Regions from separate parts of the Mus musculus genome. Here region 1 is linked to region 2. A link is a contact called in public HiChIP or PLAC-seq data. All regions are on one chromosome and are shown on one strand. The core of a region is the stretch at or near the end of the contact, and the rest is flanking DNA. Distances in the headings are between cores, read along the strand shown. Region 1 overlaps Rgs6 (regulator of G-protein signaling 6). Region 2 has its middle 20 kb from the start of Gm31064.

The links. HiChIP or PLAC-seq counts read pairs in DNA pulled down with a chosen protein or histone mark.
Region 1: an H3K4me3 HiChIP or PLAC-seq map of embryonic basal ganglia shows a contact between it and region 2, with 6 times the contacts expected there. The contact joins two enhancer-like sites. A contact is called at or near these places in 7 of 115 datasets of contacts at active chromatin or transcription factors (VIP interneurons, craniofacial prominence, embryonic basal ganglia and 3 more) and 1 of 9 other capture datasets (pancreatic islet).

Annotation. Positions count from the first base shown.
Region 1 is chr12:83,042,151-83,046,329 of GRCm38.p6, forward strand. All of the region lies in intron 3 of Rgs6 (regulator of G-protein signaling 6), which reads left to right. Among named protein-coding and RNA genes, the nearest start is that of Gm31187, 39 kb to the right of the region's middle. Within about 2 kb of position 2,686, at least 39 of the 459 cell types and tissues checked have an H3K27ac peak or open chromatin away from gene starts, as enhancers often do. A contact at or near this core is called in embryonic basal ganglia, where this site is marked.
Region 2 is chr12:82,496,776-82,500,871 of GRCm38.p6, forward strand. No RefSeq gene overlaps it. Among named protein-coding and RNA genes, the nearest start is that of Gm31064, 20 kb to the left of the region's middle. Within about 2 kb of position 1,691, at least 30 of the 459 cell types and tissues checked have an H3K27ac peak or open chromatin away from gene starts, as enhancers often do. A contact at or near this core is called in embryonic basal ganglia, where this site is marked.

The DNA of each region.
Region 1 (4,179 bases), core at 1,436-3,935, 550 kb after region 2:
TCCGAGTCCCTTTTACTTCCATCTACTTTGGTCTATAAGGCTGGTTTGTTTGTTTGTTTGTTTGTTTGTTTGTTTGTTTGTTTTTCGAGACACGGTTTCTTTCTCTGTGTAACCTTGATTGTCCTAGAACCCATTCTGTAGAACAGGCTAGTCTTGAATTCACAGATTTGCCTGCCTCTGCCCCTGCTAGGATTAAAGGTGTGTACCACCATACTTAGCAAGAGGCTACTTCTTGCCTCTCCACTATTGAAAATAAAAAGTATTTCTTTGTAAAGCATATAGAATGTTCTGTGAGCTTAAAATAGTTCAGAAATGAATAGTTTGATAACTCTCCTTTGTCCAAGATAGCCTAAAGTTAACACATTATTTCCAGAACTGTTCTTTTTCATGTCTGTATGTGCTTATATATGTGTGTGATTAATAAAATAGGAATTTTTCTGCTGTAAAGAATATCATTTCACCCTATATATTTGTACTGGCTAGTTTTGTGTGTCAACTTGACACAGGCTGGAGTTATCACAGAGAAAGGAGCTTCCGTTGAGGAAATGCCTCCATGACATCCAGCTGTGGAGCATTTTCTCTGTTGGTGATCAAGGAAGGAGGCCCCACTGTGGTTGGGACCATCCCTGGGCTGGTAGTCTTGGGTTCTATAAGAGAGCAAGCTGAGCAAGCCAGGGGAAGAAAGCCAGTAAGAAACATCCCTCCATGGCCTCTGCATCAGCTCCTGCTTCCTGACCTGCTTGAGTTCCAGTCCTGACTTCCTTTAGTGATAAACAGCAAGGTGGAAGTGTAAGCTGAATAAACCATTTCCTCCACAACTTGCTTCTTGGTCATGATGTGTGTGCAGGAATAGAAACCCTGGCTAGGACAGTATTCTTGGTTGATGTGGTATTTTCCAATCAGAATAGTAGTTCAATAAATATTTATTGCATGAATGAGTCATGGTTTACTTCCTTTCTTGTTAGAAGAATTTTATACTGATGCCCTTTCAATAAATATGTTTATATGTAAAAGATACAGTAGAAAGGCATACTACAGCACACATGAAGCACAGCATGTAACTGCTGGTCATAAACATATTCTTACATACAGGGATACAGTACGCAAGCAGTGGAAGGTTCTTGAGTACTCTGGTGTAATGCATATTCCTGTATTGTGAGTTGTTAAATTACTTTTAGTGGTGCTGGAGTGATGGCTCAGTTGCTAAGGTGTTTGTCACACAAGTGTGAGACATGAGTTCAGATCTCTAGAACCCACTTAAAGCTGGGTATGACCATGAGCCTATAATTCCTGTACTGGGAAAACAGACATAGGTAGATTCCTGTAGCTCACTGGACAGACAGACAGACAGACAGCGTAGCTGAGTAGATGAGCTCCAGATTCAATAAGAAACCTTACTTTTCAGGAGGCAGAAGAAGACGAATCTCCAAGTTTGAGGTCAGCCTGGTCTACAGAGTGAGTTCCAGGACAGCCAGGGCTACACAGAGAAATCCTGTCTCAGAGAGAGAGACAGAGACAGAAACAGAGACAGAGAGAGAGAGAGGCCCTGTCTCAAGAATGACGTAAAGAGTAGCTGAAGGAGGTGTGTGCATTCATCTCTGACATACAAATGCATGTGTAAAATACTTGTACACGCACCCACATAGCATGTACATAACACAGAAAGAGAGAGAGAGAGAGATGCAATTGGCCTCAGGAAGACAGCTTCTAGGTCAGTGTCTTGGGCTCTAGGGAACAGAGTAACTCCGCTGTGTGTGTTACACTGTGCCGTGTTATCAGTCTGTAAGTCCCTGCAGGGCGTCTTACAAAGGTAAGCTCTAAAAACCAACAGTGGAAACAGAAGGCAGCAGTTATTTTCCGATGAAACAGAAATGAATCTTCTTCAAATTCTTTTGTGGAGAGAAAGGAAAGGACAGTCGCTGGAGTTGGTGGAGAGAGAGGAAAAATTAAAAGCAAATGCTTGCTCCCGTTGCTGTGTGGACTGTTCCCATCTGGCTATAACATGCCTAGTTGGAGCACTTTCATAATATTATGACATATTTGCCTTTCCTGCTTATTGTGGGGCTGAACCACAGTGGTTCATTTCCAGCCCCAAAGCTGGGGTAGGCCATTTGTGGATCAGTCAGTCCTTAGAAGCAGGAAATAGCACTCCTAAAAAGCAGTGAGGGGGAAGCGGACCCATCCCTAAGCATCCTCCAGCATGCTTGCCGCAGGCCACAGAATGGTACCCACTGTGTGTGAGAGACAGTGACGGAACAGCAGATAAAGTATCCTTACCCAGGATAGCCAAGAATAGCAGCTTAATCCCCACATGGCAACTGCCAGTGTCACTATACCAGGACACAAAACCCAGCTCTGTGGTCCCCAAAGTGTTAGTGGGAGGAGAAAAGTGCTTAATTGCTATCCTTTAGCTCAGTGAAGGTGACCAGGGTTTGGTAGAGCCAGAGAAAAATTGGACCAGAAACTGAGTGCCAAAGAGGGTTAGAAATCCAGACAATGGGCCTGGGGCCTGGGGAGGGTGGGTAGGAGAGCAGGGAAGGAGTTTCAATGTGAATGAATACTAATTAGTGACATGGATATTAATGATGACAGTAATTAACAGGGGAAAGGAAGGGCTGTCATTGTCCCAGAGTGAGCAATCAATCTTGGCAGGTGATAAATAATGGCTGAGCAAGCTCAGCGGAAAGATAATCCACAGGCCCCGGGGAGAGTCGGAGTGATCCTGGAAGCCTCTCGGTTTCCAGGCAACCCACAGAAAAGAACTATTTTTCTTTAAGGAAAAAAAAAAAAAAAAGAACAGGTTAGTGTCTCTCCCCCACCCCCAGTTTGGGATTACAGTTCTTAGCTGATGTCTGTTTTGTTCTGCATTTCCTAGAACAAATAACAGAACTTCTGCGATGTGGGGGGAAAATGAGCATGCGCACACACGTACCCACGGAGGTACAAGTGAACGCCCTCTCAAAGGATGGGAACGGATTGAAGTGTTTTTACATCCAGTTTCGGCTCATAGATGTGGTCCGGAAGCTCGGGTGGGAAGCTTCCTAGTCTTGCCTTAGAGGCTGACATGTGAGGAAATGGAATTGTCAATGAGGGCTGACCCCAGGCAAAGCCCATGAGGACAAGGGTAAAGCCCTGGCAGCGCCAAGGCACTGGCATTGAGCCACACAGAAATCAGACACCAAAGGTCCAGGCTGTCCCGCCATCAGAGATCTCACTTCTAGTCTAATGATCAAATGTCTGAAATTTTTGATTCTCAAAAAAAGAGTGTCTCAGTAAATTCCTCTGTTGGATCTCATTCACCTGTCTGGGAAGCTAGCCAGGCAGCGATTAGCCTGCTAATCTAATCTACCCTCCCCTGCCTGCTTTCCCTCACACACACACACACACACACACACACACACACACACACACACACACACACACACACCAGGGTTTCAGACCTGCTCTCGACTCAGATCTGGAAATATTGTTCCTTTGAACCCATTTTCTATCAAAGTATGATAAAGCCATGTTTAGAGGTCTGTGTAAAATGAAATCTTCGGGTGACATGGTGGGTAGATCAGATATTTGGAATCTTGCAGATATTGGGTTCCTGCATGCCTGTGATGTACCTGGAGGCCTGGATCCTAAAATCCTGACTATAGAGGCAAACGAATGAGAACCAACACAGAGATATCAGTACCCAAAAGCTGGGTCAGGTGGGGCTGTGTGTACTCTGATGGAGCTGCACTGACCACCCTGGCGACCCAGATCCTCTCTCTCTCTGTGTTTGTTACGTATCGCCCAGGGAGCAGTGATAGCTAGTCTCGGTAAGAGATCTCTGTAAGGGACTGTCTCCATCTGTAAACTCCTAAGAAAGGAAGTTTAGACCTGGACCGCCCCCTCCCCACAAAGAAGACTTTGCTGTGCTTCTGAGCCTCGTCAGGAAGAAGGCTTTCCCAGCTCCACAGAATTGAGCTACTGGGGACCTTGGCACATCAATAATACACACTCCCTCAGGGATTCCCCTGCTCTCTACACACTCCTGTGTGAGCTAAGCTGCTCTTGGTTCTAGGTGCATCTTTTTAAAGGAAGATAGTAAAAGGGAGTTTGTTCAGGGACTGTGGCCCATGGCAAGGGGCTCCAGACCAAACCATGGGATGAATGCAGGTCTGCCACACTGGAACACTGATGACTGAT
Region 2 (4,096 bases), core at 441-2,940:
GAGAATCGCCTAAAGAAAAAAAAAATGGGAAAAAAAATTAGCCACGACCTCTTAGGGGGTTAGGGAGTATCCCCACTTGGGTGCCGAGGAGGGAAACCAACGCCGGTCACCGCCCCCGGTGCCACCGCCGCTGCCACTGACGCCGCCACCAGCTGCAGCTCCAGTCTTAATCAAATTTATTTATTTATTTATTTATTTATTTATTTATTTATTTATTTTTGAGACAGGGTTTTTCTGTATAGCCCTGGCTGTCCTGGAACTCACTTTGTAGACCAGGCTGGCCTCGAACTCAGAAATCCACCTGCCTCTGCCTCCCAAGTGCTGGGATTAAAGACGTGCGCCACCACGACCGGCTCAAATATTTTTAAAGACAACAAATTTTCTAATGTAGTTGAACACTTTATATTTTGCTTATTTATTTTTGCAGAGTATTTTTGAACTCAGGACAGCCTCTCCTGACTGACCAGCAACGGAAATCAAACCAGAGCAATATATGTTTCAAATCAATTGTAAACCCTCTAGTGACTTTATGTATGCAAATATTCAGCTGAGCAGAACATAGTTTCTAAACAGTCCTGTATAGCAAATGCTTCAATCTTGTGCTGCTTTGAGGAAACCTACCTGGAGTTGGTGCTAGCTTACCTTGAGTGTTAAAAAAAAAATGACAAAAACCAAAAGAAACAATATCTAGCAGCCAGATGGATGCAAATAAATATCTAGTTCTTTTTGTTTTGTTTTGTTTTGTTTTTTTTTGTTGTTTTTTGTTTTTTTGAGACAGGGTTTCTCTGTGTAGCCCTGGAACTCACTGTGTAGACCAGGCTGGCCTCGAACTCAGAAATACACCTGCCTCTGCCTCCCAAGTGCTGGGATTAAAGGTGTGCGCCACCACTCCCGGCAATATCTAGTTCTTGACAACACAACAAAACCAAAAACCAAAACAACAACAACAACAACAACAAAAAGCACCCCAAATCTGGTAATAACCAGATGTGGTGGTATATGCCTGTAATCCCAGCACTTGGGAGGTTGAAACTGGAGGACTGCAAGTTCAAGGCCAGCATGAACTCTATAGTGAGACATTGTCTCTAAACAACAAGAAGTGTATAGGTTTGTGTGTGTGTGTGTGTGTGTGTCTGTGTGTTAACATACACAAATGAAATAACTGGTCACACAAACCAGTGTTCCCACAGGGTTCCCACTCTCCCCACTAGATGGGGCTTGTGCTCTCTAGCTGTCCACACTCTGGATTCCTTAGGTTTCTCTCCTGGCATCAAGGGGCAGCTGCTGTTCATCCTCATCACCCGTTTCTTATGAATATAGCATTAAGAGGACTCATTGGGACTGGCAAGATGGCCCAGAGGATGAAGATGCTTGCTGGCAAACTGACCGCACAAGTTCTATCCTGACTCACATGGTGAAAGGCGAAGATCGCACTCCTGAGAGTTGTCTCCTGATCTCGACTTGTGCACACATAGATAAAAGATAAATAAATTAATAAACATATTACGTTTTTTAACTCAGAAGCATCATTGTCTTATCAAGAGCTGAAAACGACTGCCAGGATTGCATACTCTCTGTGCAAAGTAAAGGATTTCCCTCCACTTTTAACAGGCTCCGTTTCCTTCGCCCGGCTTTGTGGCTTTGTGCTGTGTTGGCTTCTGGAATTGCAATTAGCATGGAAATCGCTAAGCCCTGGAAAAGGCTGCTTGGGAGCTGAGTCTGAGCTTTAGTTCCACAGCTTGCTGTAGCCTACCCCTATACTGGGGTGAGATGGAAAATAGTGAATGGAGCCCCCACAGCCTTTCAGGTCAGTTTCCATTTCAAACAAACCCTAGACTAGTGGTTCTCAACCTGTGGGTCTCGCCCCCCCCTCAGAGGGAGCCTGACTGATCCCTTCACAGGGGTGGTTGGTCTAAGACCTTTGAAAAACACAGATACTTACATTATGATTTGTGACAGTAGCAAAATTACAGTTATGAAGTAGCAGTGAAAATAATTTTATAGTTGGGGGGGTCACCATGACATGAGGAACTGTGTTAAGGGTGGGGGTGGTGGTGGCAGGGGTCGCAGCATTAGGAAGGTTGTCCTAGGGTGAGCTCTCCTTACAAAACTTCCAAGCCAGTTACACTATCTGCACTTCACACACTGTCTTCGCTGCTAGCGCTTTCCTTCCCAATCTCCCTTGAAATAATTGAGTTATTGCACTACAAGTGTCTCTGGTGAAGGGAGACTTGAAAAGCTAATAGAGATATAAACACAGAGGTCCCAGAGTTCCCTCAGGAGATGAGTGGGGAATGAAGGGCGAAGACAATAAACCAAGGTAATGTCTAACGGGGCTGGAAAGGAAACTCTGTAATTGGGGAAGGGGAGAGAGAAAAGTCCCAGGGTTCTTGATTTGAAAACTCATTCTGATGAAAGGAAACCATTAGAAAAGGCTTGGTTTGCCGGGCAGTGGTGGCACATGCCTTTAATCCCAGCACTTGGGAGGCAGAGGCAGGCAGATTTCTGAGTTCGAGGCCATCCTGGTCTACAGAGTGAGTTCCAGGACAGCCAGGGCTACACAGAGAAACCCTGTCTCCAAAAAACAAAAATACAAAAACAAACAAACAAACAAAAAGGCTTGGTTCTTAACTTTTGACTAGAGGTTAAAAAAGAATTTAGAATTAGTTCAAACTGCAGTATGGGCAGAATTATTCCTAATGACAGGTCTTTATTATTATTATTATTATTATTATTATTATTATTATTATTTTAAATCAAGGCAGAATTTTTTCATTGTGGAACCTAAGCTGTGTTGAACTCATTATGAAGTTCATGTTAGTCTTGAACTTACAATCCTCCTGGTTCAGCTTCTTAAATGCTGGGAAAATAAGCAAATGTAACCCAAGCCTAGGTGTGGAACATGCACTTTAAAGGGCCAAGGAAAATGACTGTTTCCTTGCAAAGGTGAAAACTGTGCTAGGGCAGAGCCGCACCCTTCAAGCCATGGATGGATGGAATCAGTCCCAATTCCGGGTCTGAGAAGCATGAAGCATGCAGCTGTGGGTGGTTACTGTGTTTGTTCAGTTTTCATCCTTGGGACAAAGTAACATCGGGAGGCTAACTTCGTAAGAACGAGGCCCTTTATGTCTTTCACCATCTGGGAGAACCAAGCTCAGCTCTGGGTGAGGACCTCATGGCAGGAAAGAGGCTCAGGGGAGCCAGATCAGAAAGCCAAGCAGGAAGCCAGAGCACCTTGTTCCACAAACCCTTCTGAGAACACAGCTGTTTACTCTCAGACCTCCTACTGGGTCCTACCCTCTCAAATGTTCACACCTAAAGGCTGAGCTTGTAACACATGAACCTTTGGGTGATACTTTAAACCACATCTCTTAGCATGGGAGTCACTATAGTGATGCTTTTGTTTATTCTGGGGCTGCTTGGATGACTTTATGGGTGGGATCTTACATAATGAGTGCATTGGACAAAAATCAATTGACTCTCAAGATGTAGCCCAAAGCCTCCACATTAGAGGCTTCATCTCAAGTCCTGCCTCACTCGAGGTGCCTACCTTTCCTGACTTGTAAAGACAGGAAAGCCTCAGGTTTTCTTAGTCACTCTGAGATTTAAAACAACAACAACAACAACACATAACAAAACAAACATCTTTTGACTGCAGCAAGTTACAAAATCTGTTAGATCTTGACAAGTTACAATGCTTGCTTCCACCAAAGAACCAGAAATCTAGTGTATTAGTCAGGGTTCTCTAGAGTCCCAGAACTTACGGATATAGTCTCTATATAGTAAACGACTTTATTGATGACTTACAGTCTGCAGTCCAACTCCCAACAATGGTCAGCAGCAGCTGTGAATGGAAGTCCAAGGATCTAGCAGTTGCTCAGTTCAACACGGCAAACAGGCAAATAAGAGAGACAGAGCCTTCCTTCTTCCAATGTCTTTATATAGTCTCCAGCAGAAGGTGTAGCCCAGATTAAAGGTGTGTGCCACCAGCCGGACATGGTGGCACACGCCTTTAATCCCAGCACTTGGGAGGCAGAGGCAGGTGGATTTCTGAGTTTGAGGCCAGCCTGGTCTACAGAGTGAGTTCTAGGACAGC